Regions from separate parts of the Mus musculus genome. Here region 2 is linked to region 1. The links are chromatin contacts, called in public Hi-C maps. All regions are on one chromosome and are shown on one strand. The core of a region is the stretch at or near the end of the contact, and the rest is flanking DNA. Distances in the headings are between cores, read along the strand shown.

Region 1 (6,747 bases), core at 2,896-5,395:
GGGAGAGACGTGGGGGGGGGGGAAGCAGAGAAAGGGCAATAGAGCAAGAGAGGAGCAAGAGAGGAGCAAGAAAGCGAGGAGGGGGCAAGCAGCCCCTTTTATAGATGGTCAGGCCTACCTGGTTGCCAGGTAATTGTGAGGCAGAGCGATCTACCCACTTCGGCCTCCTCGGTGCTTACATTAAAGGTGTGCACTGCCATGCCCTGCTCCATGTTAGGATTTTGAGGCCAGGTCTCTTACAGAACCTGAAGCTCACTGTGTAAGACAGTCTGGACCATGGAGCTTCAGGGACCCTCTTGTCTCTACCTTCCCAGCGCTGGCATTGCAAGCACACACTCCTGTGGCCAGAATTGTTTACATGGATTCAGGAGAATCAAGCTCAGGTTCCTGGGCTTTCAGGGTAAGCAATTGAGTAAATGGGCTATCTCCCCCTCCTGAACAAAGCATTTCTAAGAAGTCCTTGATAACATGGATTCTGCTGGTCCGTTTGGGGCAAGATTTTGAGAATCATTCTCTAGTCTAAGAGAAAGCAGGTCTTGAACAAGTCTTTCTCTCTCTCTCTCTCTCTCTCTCTCTCTCTCTCTCTCTCTCTCTCTCTCTCTCAGACTCTAACATCTCAACAATGGTCAAAACAAAGTCTGACCGTGCCTCTTTATCATTCCTTTCAAATTCAGAAGCAAGGGTGGGTGCCTGGGTAACATTCTCTCACTCTGGTGAAAGAGATGGTAGATGGGGCTAGTCCCTGGCCAAGCTGACTCCAGGAAAACTGAGTCACATTATCGCCAGCACCAGGTGAGGCTCTCAGACAGCACAGTTATCCTTGGCAGAGCCTGGCAGTGTGTTTGTTATGGAATTCAAAAGCTGCCTTCCCCAGGCCCTGGTGAGGGATGTGGCTGAGATCTAAGGACCACGAAGCCTTATCCGCAAGCCCTCTGTGAGCCTTGGCAGCACATCACAGCAAGGGGATCCTCTGCTCTGGGTCAGAGCATCAGTTCGAATTCCAATAGGGTGTCACCGCCCACTCAGTTGGCATAAGGTAGCTAGCTGTTGGCAATGTTTGCATCAATGATTCCTATCCAGCAAGATAAGGTCTTGCCAAACCCACTCGGGCTGGTATTTTTTGGTGATAAGTTTCTCTTCTCCCAGGGTGTTAACTGTGAAGAGACACAAAACCATAGAAAGCCGGGGCTTGAAGGGACCTTTGAGGTTATCTATTGAACGCAGGTTTGCAGCTTCACAGATGAACTGTGGAAACAACAAGGCAAGCTGGGTGTGGCCCTCCCAGGGTTTCCCTGACCCAGAGAGAATGCACCCCTTCATCTCACAGGAGCCAGTCTGTGGAATGGAATCCCTGCTCATTTAACTAGGTTCAAATCAGGTAAAATGTGGACCTATCATAGAGTTAGCAGTATGAGTTATGAGAACCTTCCTATATTTTTTTTTCCTGATCTAGCTTTCCATCCAGCTTGTCCCAGTTTTCAGAAGACTCTGGAATAAGCTAAGTTGTAGTCGGTAGAGTGCTTGCCTAGTGTGATAAGGTCCTGAGTTCAGGTCTCAGTACCCCTGTAAGCCAGCATGCTTCTTGTTGGCATCAGAAGCTGTTTATAGTCAATCTTCAAATCCAGTGATGACGTCATCCCTAGGTGACAAGGACCCGCTTGCTCTGTTGCCATGGCAACCACCACCCAGTGCACCTCACTTATGCTCCTTACCTTTGCACCTTGGTGCACATGATTACAGCAGGGGCCAAATAAAAGGCAGAGACCCCAACCCCTTCGCCTCTTCTTTTCCCCCTTCTCTTCCTTTATCTGCCCAATACATCTCTTCTGGTGGGACTGTGCTGACCTGGTGTGATCTGTCCGGGTAGGAGCTGCTGTCTAACACAACACTTTGTGGTCCTGGTGATCCAAGCATTTAGGAGGTAGAGGCAAGAGGATCAGGAGTTACCTTTAGCCAGGCAGTGGTGGCGCTCGCCTTTAATCCCAGCACTTGGGAGGCAGAGGCAGGCGAATTTCTGAGTTCGAGGCCAGCCTGGTCTACAGAGTGAGTTCCAGGCCAGCCAGGGTTACTCAGAGAAACTCTGTCTCAGAAAACCAAACAGCAAACCAAACCAAACTGAAACGAAAGAAAAAGTTACCTTCAGTTACATGGAGAGTCAAGCCAACCTGGGATAAGTGAGACTGTCTTAAAGTGTGTGCTTTGGTAGAAATGTGTGCCTTGGGGAGGAGTTACAGCTTGATGGTCATGTAGTAGTAGCATGATATGGGAGAGACCACTGGTTCAATCAAAAGAGTGCATGCGCATGTGAACAAGCGCATGCGCACACACTCACAGAGAATCTGAGCAGGGGTAGGGAGAACTGCCCCATGGTTTGGTGGTAGAAATAATATACTTTTCCTGTTTGAGCTAAGGTCTCCCTGCGTAGTTTAGATTTGCCTCAAATTCATGAACCTCTGACTTCAGCCTCCAGAGAGCTGAGGGGTGACTGAAATGGGTCTCTGTACCCATTTTAGAGATGAAATCTTTTAAAAGACAACCTCAGAAGTTCAATTTTAACACCCCCCCCCAAAAAAAAACCCCAAAAAACCAAAAAACCAAAACCTAGAGCTGTATGGATATAATGGCACGGTCTTCGCTGCTTCCCTGAGGCAAAGCCAAGTAGAAAGAGGAAAAGAGAGACCCTGCTAGGCCTTAAATGGAGCACAGAAATAGATGTTGGCTGATGGAAAAAGCTGAGGTGAGATTCCGTTGAAATCGTCTTCATTCGCCAATATACTTATATACAAGAAAACTCCCAACTTCGAGTGAGCTCCAGGGAAGGTGTAGGCAAAGCTCCCCAGGAATGAAGGTAAAGACCTAATTTTATAACATTTTTATGGAGTTCCGTATGTGTGTTCTAGTAGAGTCTATATATGGTCTAGCTATGCGTACAGGGCTGGAAGGCCTTGGGAGAGTGTAACTCAGTCTGGGACTGCAGAGATAAGGAGGAAGATCTGTTTACTGTTTCCTGGTCCCAGGGCCCAGCCTGAGCCCCAGGATAGAGGGCAGAGGCACTGTGCTGAGTAGTTTCCTGTTGACTTGACACAAACTGAGGTCACCTTGGAAGAGGGAACTGAGAAAATGCACTCCCCCCCCCCCCCCCAACCCCGGGAGATTGACCAAGTATCTGGGGCATTTTCTTAATAAATAATTGCTGCAGGGAGGGGCCATTCCACTAGGGCTAGAGCTACCCCTGGTAGAGGTAGTGCCGGAATACACGCGCGCGCACACACACACACACACACACACACACACACACACACACACACACAAGCTAACAAGTCATGAGAGCAGTAAGCGTATTCCCTCCAGGTCCCTGCCAGGCTTGACTCGGGGCCTTGGTTTTCCTTAGTATCCGACTGTGGTGGGGATGAGTAAGACAATAAGCCCCTTCCTCCCCAAGTTGCTTTTGGTCATTGTCTTTATCACAATGCTAGAAAACAAAGTGAGCCATGCATTCATTGCAAGGCAGCTCCGATGATCTCTCCTGGACAGCATTTGAGCTCTAAGTCTCTGCTGAGGATGCAAGTCACCTGTTTATGGGTGTTAGGCCTTAAGAACAAAACCAAAACCGCAAAATGAGCAACGCAGCCACTTCAGGCGTAGGGGTAAAGCGCAAACCTTACGCAATTCTCCAAAGTACTTTGTTCCTAGCAGTTAAATCTGAAAAGCACACGGGAGTACCAGTCAATCTAGCCCTAAGGTCCTTGACTCAACCCTGTATCCACTCATGATGTCCCAAAAGTGTACCCAGTTCACACAGGCTGGTTTCTAGCAGGTGAAATCGCTTACAGAACCAAGCAGATTCCCGCCTTGCTGAGAAGCAGCCCTCACAGTTTATCAGCGCCCCGGGGCACAAATCCAGGAAACAGAGGCATTGTTTGCCCCTCAGCTGAGCTATTATGCTCTGGTCTTCCTAATCTTTCCTACTGAACAGAGAAAGGCTTCAGCAACATTCCTAATCAGAGAAGCAGCATCAACACTGTCGCCCCCCACCACCACCCGGGCACCACCATCCCCCGCCCCGCCCTCACTACCCCAGCGCGCCTCTTGCCCTGCTCCCCACCCCCTCCCCGGCCGCCCCGCTTCCCACCGGCGTCATATCCTTTGTGCTAGGGACACAATTAAGCTTTCAAGGTGTCTGCGTGAGTTTCTTGGTCAGAGCCTGCCCCCTCAAGTTAAGTGACCGTAAGTACAGTTCAGCTCAACAGCCTTCTTGCCAAAGCTTCGTGTTTCCGAGAAGGAGGAAAGAGGTCTGGGAGTTTTTAACTGACGCCTGCTTTGAGCTGAGAAACTTCCTAGAGAGTGGAGCAAGTGGCCATCTCGTTTGCTCTGGAAATAGAGCAATAAAGGCGACTCTTCTTCGGAGTTCTTTACAGAGTTATACAAAGGCAAACCTTTTTTTTTAAATTAAAAGTTTATTTTAATTAAAAATATTAGTGTTTCACTTAGCATATACAAAAATAGTTCCCCCCTACACTATCCTCTCCCCCAGCCCCCACTTGTTCTCTTTCTCCCCCAGATATCTCTTCTGCCTTTATGCCACAGACATGTGTGAGTGTGCATTATTAGCTTTCAGGGAGGGAGAGAGGAGGGGACACACACACACACACACACACACACACACACACACACACACTCTACAGGTTGGGGTTTGGAAGGGTCATTCATTTCAGACAATAGACCATAGCAGGAGTTCAAAGGCAACGTTTTGGGTCCACAAGACAAAGGATGTCTCTCCTTTCAAACGTTTCTAGTGTGGGCTGGAGGGGGCTATACTGAGAGGAAGCAGGCTTAGTTAATATGTGACCCATACAGCGTAGGCGAGTGTTGAGTCACTAAGGCACTATGGGAGAGTGGGGCCACAGTCCAGCTGCTTCAGATCCCATGCTCAGTGGAGGTCTAGGCCCTGTGAGAAACCCTCTCCGCTTGGGTCTGAAGTGTCTGGGTACTCAGTCTATCACGTGCATGTATAGTGGAGCTGAAGAAATTTGTCTCTGACCTTTACATATTTTTAAAAATACCACAGTATTTGCACTAATTCTTTAAGAGTTCCATATTACATATGTTGATCATAATCACTCCTGACTCCTCCCCACAACTCCTATCAGACCCACTGCCTCCTCCCTACCCCACTACTTAATCTCTCATTCTCTCTCTCTCTCTCTCTCTCTCTCTCTCTCTCTCTCTCTCTCTCTCTCTCTCTCTCTCTCTCTCTCCCTGATACTATCTTACAACAGATAGTGTCCTGATCCTCTGGCTCTTACACTCTTTCCTCTCCTCTTCTGCAATGTTCTCTAAGCCTTGGGTGTAGGGGTCGTGTTGTAAATACATTGATTGGTCATTGGCCTAAGAGCCTGTTGCCCTCAGCATTTGACCAGTTGTGGGTTTCTATGATGGTCCCCGTCTGCTGCAATTAGAAGCTTCTTTAGCCTTGGGTGAGAGCTACTCCTACCTGACGATTAAAGGACACACGTTTAGAATAAAGTCAAAATGGTTTGGAAAAGTGGCTTTTCTGAAGCACCCTGCTGATCTTTGACTGCCCATACCTAGGAGCAGAATACAGAAACCTTATTGGGCATCATGTGCCTGGGGGGGGGGAGGGGGAGTTTGGTGAGTCTTGCTTCTCTGCTGGAGTGATCTAGATAATGATCCCAGCACCTGCTCAAAGTCAATGCCTTTGGGTTTTTCTCATGATAGAATTAGATATTTAGAGATGTTACTTTGGACTCTTCCGTAGAAAACATGAGACTTGCCTCTCTGTTGGTGTTCACTTGGTCCCTTCTTTTCAGGATGATGATACTTCCCTTAGTTACTTGCAACATCTCTTGGTCCCAGTAGCCCATCTTTCGTCATCTATTTCCATAATCTACTTCCAAGATGGCGGTAGGGCGCAGTTGTCTGGCCACTTGGCTTAGAAAGGGATCTGGGACTCTCATTGCTCTTTCTTTAAAAAATGTATTGGGTGCTCATGAGCTCTTGTGTGCACTCCGGCATGTGTGTGTGTGTGTGTGTGTGTGTGTGTGTGTGTGTGTGTGTGTGTACATGTGCCATGGACAGCATGTGGAGTCCAGAGAACAAATATCCTGTGTCAGTTCCATTTTTCCATCATGTGGGTCCTGGGTATAGAACTCAGGTCCTCAGGCTTGGTAGTTGGTGTTTTTAACCACTGGGCCATTGGGGGTAGGCAGCCCATGCTTGTTTCTTAATTGAGATTGAACCAACTGCATTATTCTGTCCTTTATCTACTTCACCTTTTTGCCTTAAAAAGAAAATCCCATTGACAATAAAATCAACATATTAATTGCCTATAATATGCAACATGTTTTGATTAGTGCATACATAGCCAAGCCACCATTATCATCAAGACACTGTATGTATATGTCACCTCCCAGGGGAATTTGCATACTCCTTCCTTATGCTGTGGAATTCACCACTCAAACTCCACCCTAAAATGACTGACCTACTTTACTGTGGACCGTCTTGCCTGACTAGGATTCAGGACAAATAGAATTATGCAGTGCTCTCTAGGGTGGGGTTTTAATTGTTTGGACAGATATTTTAGTAAGTGTATAGCACTATTTTATTGGTGTTTTAATTTTCCCTACCTAATGACTGGAGATACTGGGGTGGGGGGGTGCTCATTGACAAAGACTTGTATGAACAATGTATGATATTTCTTAGCTCACTTTGTAATTAATAACATTT
Region 2 (6,811 bases), core at 1,235-3,734, 130 kb before region 1:
TCCTTTCTTTCCTTCCTTTCCTTTCCCTTTTTTTTTCTCTTTCCCCTTTCCTTTTCATCACTATTTCCTTTTCTTTATCACTGATTCCTTTTATTTTTCCTCCCTTTTCTTTTCCTTTTTATCCCCCTTTAACCCGGGGATCAATTTGGGAGACTTACCAGTACCACTGTTCCTCAGCTGAAGAGTTCTGAATTCATGCTGTTGAATCCTTCTCAGCAGCCTGTTTTACAGGAACCTTTATTACCACCGTTCCCCAGCTGAAGAGTTCTGAATCCACGCTGGATCCTTCTCAGCAGTCTGTTTTACGGGAACCTTTATTAACCGCTCCTTCCCCGTGATGCAGTTCTGAATCCTCCCTGTAGCAGGGGGTCTTCGCTCGTGCCTGAAGATGTTTCTTTTCCCAGGTTTTCGGCACCACTTCTTGCGCGCGCTCGACTGGCCAGGAAGAACGACGCTGCAACAGGATCCTTCTGCACACGTTTATTGGGAGAGCTTGATTGTAGAGGCGAAAAGACCTCGAGCCCAGAACTGGTGCTGCTTTTATAGGCCTAGGACAGGCGTTCTCTCTCATCTGATTGGTTAACTTGTCTCTCATCTGATTGGTTAACTTGTCTCTCATCTGATTGGTTAACTTGTCTCTCATCTGATTGGTTAACTTTTGTCAATTCTCAAAACCTCACCTTGGCAAAAGAACCTTTACTGGCTATGTATGTGTGGTGGCCAGCTGTAGCCAACTGCCACTCTGCAACTGCCACTCTGTAACTGCCACTCTGTAACTGCCACTCTGTAACTGCCACTCTGTAACGGCTTCCCACATATGTGCAAATGGGTACAGTTAATCATAAGGCCAGAAGAGGGCAGTGTGTACCCTGGAGCTGGGGTTACAGAGGTTGTGAGCCACTTGACATGGGTACTGGGAACTGAACTTGAGTCCTCTGGAAGAGCAGTAATAAACTCTTAACTGGTGAACCGTCTTCTAGTCTACAGAATGACATTTGAGTTAAGTTTATTCTGCAGTGAGACCATATTCAACCCCATTACCCTCTCTTCTCCCTCCTCCCCACTTCAGCTCTCTGCTTCTCCCTTCCTCTTCCCAAATAGTCTCTACTCTACTTGTGTGTGTGTGTGGTGTGTGTGTGTGTTTGTTGTGGTGTGTGTATGTTGTACTGTGTGTGTGTTGTGTGTGTGTTGTGTATGTTGTGGTGTGTGGGTATATGGTCATGTGTGTGTAGTGTGTGTTGTGTGTGTATGTAGTGTGATATGTGTGTGTGTGTGTGTGTGTGTGTGTGTGTTAAATCTAGGAGATGTTTGTCTTCCTGGATCAGACTTACATTTCATAGCACAACCATCTCCAGTTACATCCATTTTCCTCCAAATGACATTATTATACTTTTCTTTGTGGCTGAATAAAACTCTTCGGTGGGTGAGGTAGAACATGGAATAGGAGAATTCAATTTTTCTTTTGCAGCTTCGCTCATGGAGAAAGTGTTCTTATGAAACATGGAAGGCCCCTGCCCATTCTTCTTCCTTAAGCACCTTCCAGAAGCCTGTTTAAAAATGTGGGGTGATGGTGATGGCAGGTGTGCAGGTGGGGACAGGGTGGAGTGGGTCACTGTTTCTGGGCCTGCCTCTAGATTTGATTGGTCGCATGAATAAGCTTTTGTTAGTGGAAAAAAAAAAAAGATATATGTATGTATGAGTGTGTATACACACACATGTTATATATGTTACATATATGCTACATATATGATATATTACACACACAAACACACATATACACACATATGTATGTATATATACATATACATACCCTCCTGACTGCAAATGCCCTATGTATGGTTCAACCGTGTGTGTCCACACCTCTGTGTGTTTCCTAACTAGTCCCTGCAAAGATCATAATGTCACAGTGGAAGGACATGGTCTAGGGTAAAAGTCTGAACTCATGTCTGGGATTTGAAAACCCACCAATCCCTGAGCTTGAAAACTTACCAATCCCTCGGCTCACCCCAAGCTCAGGACTTGAAATCCCATCAATCCCCACTCTGGATATCTCCGCCCTGGAAAACGCCAACCCCAAGAAACTCTATATAAAGCCTGCCTCCTGTTCAGCTCTTTGCTGCTTCTCGACTGAGCAGACGCAGCCACTTTCTTGTGTCTTTCCCAGCAAATCTGTGTGCGCTCTGATGTGCAGTGTGACCCTTCGGTATTCTTTGGCTCCCAACTGCCAGGATACTTCTCCACTCCCCTCAGAGCTGTAACAGGCACATTGGGAAAACCTTTCCCTTCAGAGCTGTAATATTTACAAGCGGGAGGGGGAGTGATTCCTTCCTCCCACCACATCCGTTATGCTTCATTCTGTTTAGCTGACCTGAGTTACATCACTGTGTATTGTCCACCAGAGACCCTCAGCCTCGGACTCCACAATGCGCCAGTTAGAACCACAAAAGAGGCACGTCCTCTAATGTCCACCAGGTGGCGAGCAAGCTTCAGGAGAACCAAACAGGGCGGGCCAGGGTCCACAGGATTGAGGCCAGCTGTCACTTATTAGCCCAGCTGGAGATGTGGGAGAGGAAGCTGCTTCAGACAGCTGTGAAATCATGGGGGAAAATCACACGGTTCCAGGAAAAAAAAAAAAAAAAAAAAAACAGCAAATGGATGTAATAATTTTCCTCAGTTAATCAAGGGTGGTGGGGGAGGGAGGTGCTGAATGGCAGGATGGGACACTGATCAAAATCGCTCCCAAGGAGGCTAAGCAAGAAGACATTCTTGAATTCTATTGTCCAGTGCTGCTGGAACTGGGGCGTGATAGCAGTCTTCCCAGACCTTGCCCAATCGGTTCCTTTTGCCTTTTATTCCCCCCGCCCCCGCCCCCCAACCCCTGCTACATTCCTTGGGGCAGTCCATTTTATTCTGTAATAGTTGCAATCATATTTCACTGAGCTCTGAATTAAAGAATAAAAGCCCTGCGATGGGAACTGGCTCGCTCCTGGAGCTCCTGCTCAGGTCCCATTTGTGAAAAGGCTCCTGACATGCTTCCGTTTCCGTTTCTCACCCAGCAGCCTGTCTGGAAGGGGCTGGACACGTGACTTCTGTTTTAGCTTTGTCACGGGTGCCAGAAATCGGATTTTGGAGGTGAGGAAAGAACCCCACAGCTGAGGTCCTTCATGGCTCTCCAGTCCCTGAATTAGCCTTCGGAAATAAATACAGGTGTCTTACTCAGAGTGGGCTTCAGTCTTTGTGCCTACCTACCCTCTTCTTGTAGCCGTTCCCACTCCAGAAGCACAGGTGCAGGAGCCTTGCCAACCTCAGCTTAGGCGAATGTGCTAGAAAGCATTTGTGTATATAGGACACGGGACTCTCGGTTCAGCCAACCAAACCACACATGTTGGAACAGACATGAGTTGATTTGTTTCCTAGATGTTTAGGTCCCTTTGAACTTTGCTTCAAGGACCCCGTTTAAAGCACCTGTGTGGCGCTGGATCATCACAACATTCCTGGGAGTCTGGACCGTGCGACAAAAGCTGAGGGACCCGCCAGAGCTCAGCCATGAGCCTCTGGCATCCTCTGGAAGTCTGAAGGCCTTTCTGGCTGATTCGTGCAATCATGAGACAGCAGCACCTGACCAACAAATGGACACCATATGCAAAGCGAGCCGGGCAAATCATTAGGTATTTTATTATGAGGAAAGACAGCATCACTAATACACTGATATTTTAGTAGGACATGACTTTAAACTCTGAGTCGTAATTCTAGAGACCTACGGCATCTGGTTGCAATAGAAATGCTATTTCTATTGTCTTTAACAATAAGTAAGAAAGAGATGTCTGTTCTAAGCTCCTTCTTTGAGGATTCTCAAGGAACCAGACTTCTATTGACCTGGGTCCCTGGATTCCTCTTTGGGGTGCAAAAGCCCATACACAACATTTCTACATGGTGCAGATAAAACACTTTCTCCCTGAATAACCAGCCCACATAATTTTTTTTTCTGTCTTTGTAACTGGCTGTGACTTACTGCTCCACTCACCTGCGAATAACTCCCACATGCCTCCCTCCACACTGGCTGCTGCTGTACTCTCTCTCATCTTTGTGTGTATTTTCTCCCAACACAGACCTCTCTGAGGTGCCCTGCACAAATCACAAAGGCCCTGACTTCCCTTGGCGTTTCTTCCTTTCCTCCGTAGGTGATGCTTACGGTATTCCCTGAGAACACTGCTGTGAATTAATGGTGTATTTCTGGATTCTCCAACTTCACAACCCCTGAAACATTCGCATGGATCATTTTGCAAGAAACTGCCTGAATGAAAAGTCCCTTAAGGAAAGTTGGTGGCCGGTGGAGGAAATCTACTTTACATAATAAAGACATGTGGGAATGTGGGCAGTAGGTGGCGCTCTCTTAGCAAAGTGAACATGACTCACTTGGCACCCAGGTCAGAGAACATGCCTTCTCTGTCGCAGTCCCCCCTTGCTGCCGCAGAACTGGGCACCGGCTCTAGCTTTCACGCAATGCACAGACCCTACGTGTTTCTGTCTTTTACAACTTTGGATGCGATGTTTATTTCATGGTTTCATTTAGAAATGTTAATATGGGGTTGCATATACAGTGGTGGGCAGGAAACCACGAAGTGCTCCTTCTGTATCTCGTTACATAGATTTTTCTGGAGTTTATTTTCAAACCCTTAAGTATGTGTAAATGTATCTGGATATGTACATGCATGCAGCCTCAAAGTCAAGAGGAGAGCAACAGATTGCTGTCAGCTGGTGGTAACAGGCGGTAGTGAGCTGCCCAGCGTGGGTGCTGGAATCCGAGCTAGAGACTCCTCTGGAAGAGCAGTATATATCCTTAACCACTGAGCAACATCTCCAGCCTCCTTTTCTGGGATTAAGGGCTGTGCCTTGAAAGATCAAGGTACGTCTGTGTATGTGCGTGTTGGAGTGGATATGTCTGCCCCCTCTCCTGAATCCTGCATTTACAAACTAGCAAACTTCCCATGGGGATTTTAAACCAAAAGCCTTTCAGCTGGGACAGAGATGTGGTGGTTCTCATGATGACGTCTGTATGTATGTGCCTGTGTATTTGGGTGTTAATGTGTGTTCATATGTGCCTGGGGGTGTGTATGTGTGTGTGTGCGTGAATATATACATATACATATGTGTGTGTGCGCGCGTGCACATGTGCGCACACATGTTCCTGTGTGTCTTGATCAATCTGTAGGTCTGTGTATGAATTCATGTGTGCATTAGAATTTGTAGGCATGCTAATTGGTGAAAGGGAGACGTGTCTCTCTGAATGCAAGCAGGCAGAGGGCCAGATCTGCATGCTATGGAATTCAGCTCAGAGTTCCTACTATTATGCTACTGTGGAGGATCTCCTTACAAGGTCAAGCCCCATGGCTCCCAAGAGGCACCAATGAAGTGGGCCAAAGCTCAGTGTACTTTGGATCTTTGCATTCTTGAGCACAACGGCCCCAGCCTCTCCTGGTGCTGAGCTTCCAAGACGTCCATGTTGCCTTGTTATACCATGCAAATCCCTCTGGCTTGATGCTCCTTAGTGCAACTCAAGGGGCTGAACATTCCTGGCCATTCTTTCTCTGGCACCTGATTCTGATCCAAAGGATGTCCCATCCTAGACGCCTCTTGTCTTCCCTCTACTGAACTCTGCTCTGCTTTGGAGACTCCCTGGAGATCTTATCCACATTTCCTGTGGATTCCTTTCCTGTAAGAACTTTAAATAATGAGCCATTAAATTGGGATAGGCGTGTGGTGTTTCTCACGCAAGTGTGGGAAGATGGCACTTAAGCAGAAACGGAACCCAAGGGACGGGACTTTGTATGCCCCACTCTGCCCTTCCGCTATGAAGAACGGAGAAGCAGAAATAGACTTCAAGCTTAGAACTAAGAGACTGAAAGTACCTAAAACTATGGATGTCAGACCTCAGACTCTTCTATCTTGTCTTTCCCAACGAAGGACCCACACAGTCTCTCACTCTATAAAAACTCAATGCTGCACGTCGGTCCTAAAGGGTCTGCAGCTTGTGGTTGTTTGGATGTGAATTGTCTCCCATAGGTCCACGTACCAGAACCCTCTGCCCCCAGTTGATGGTGCTGTTTGGGAAGATTATAGAACTTTTAGGAGGTGGAACCTGCCTAGAGGAAAGATGTCACTGTGTGAGGGCTTTGAGTTCTCATAGCCTGATCCCACTTCCAGACTGCTGAGGTGGTGGGTGTGATGGGCTGGCTTCATGCTCCTACAGCCGTGCTCTCCCTGCCGTAATGGGCTATATTCCGAAGGGTAAACCAAAACAAACCTTTTTCTCCCGTAAGTTGCTTTCATCCATGTGTCTTACTACAGCAATGAGAAGTTAACTGACACTGTTCCTTTGGGTTGACACCCTGATGTGGGGTGCATGCTTGCTCTTGGATATGGAACCTGGTGAGTTCTAACATGGATGCAGTTTTAATAAATATCTGTAATTTGAGAAACACACATACAAAAAAACCACACGGGCATAAATTCAGAATCTAATTCTTGGGGGTGGGGGTGGGGGATCTGCGATTTGCTTATCGAGCCAGGTCCTTTTTCTCCTTCCAAGTGGCTGCAAGAAACACCAATCAGACCATAGAAACTCTGAATGTATATTGGCCTAGGAACTTAGAAGGCTGGGAAGGGATAGAACACAGCAATACAGACAGCACACCAAGGGCTGTCATCACCACAGTCACAATGAAGTCACGAGTACAAAATAAAAATGTACATGCTACATAATTATTAAATCTATTCTACAATGCACAGAGAGTACCCGGTTAAAGCTGTT

The links. Hi-C and Micro-C count contacts between places; a contact is called where the count stands out from the background.
Region 2: a Hi-C map of stem cell-derived neural stem cells shows a contact between it and region 1, with 2.8 times the contacts expected there. The contact joins two enhancer-like sites. A contact is called at or near these places in 25 of 39 promoter capture datasets (the 3T3-L1 cell line, 3T3-L1-derived adipocytes, cranial neural crest and 14 more), 5 of 15 datasets of contacts at CTCF or cohesin (embryonic stem cells, large pre-B cells, liver and 1 more), 199 of 484 Hi-C or Micro-C datasets (the 3T3-L1 cell line, 3T3-L1-derived adipocytes, the 63-12 cell line and 97 more), 33 of 115 datasets of contacts at active chromatin or transcription factors (astrocytes, bone marrow-derived dendritic cells, bone marrow-derived macrophages and 23 more) and 2 of 9 other capture datasets (embryonic stem cells and embryonic tail).

Annotation. Positions count from the first base shown.
Region 1 is chr17:43,324,324-43,331,070 of GRCm38.p6, reverse strand. Adgrf1 (adhesion G protein-coupled receptor F1) reads right to left here. Exons shown (of 16, transcript NM_133776.2): 16 at 6,665-6,747. Among named protein-coding and RNA genes, the nearest start is that of Adgrf1, 57 kb to the right of the region's middle. Within about 2 kb of position 4,145, at least 192 of the 459 cell types and tissues checked have an H3K27ac peak or open chromatin away from gene starts, as enhancers often do. A contact at or near this core is called in neural progenitor cells, neural stem cells and stem cell-derived neural stem cells, where this site is marked.
Region 2 is chr17:43,456,399-43,463,209 of GRCm38.p6, reverse strand. Adgrf5 (adhesion G protein-coupled receptor F5) reads right to left here. Exons shown (of 21, transcript NM_001081178.1): 21 at 3,653-6,811. Among named protein-coding and RNA genes, the nearest start is that of Gm25135, 5.5 kb to the right of the region's middle. Within about 2 kb of position 2,484, at least 18 of the 459 cell types and tissues checked have an H3K27ac peak or open chromatin away from gene starts, as enhancers often do. A contact at or near this core is called in neural progenitor cells, neural stem cells and stem cell-derived neural stem cells, where this site is marked.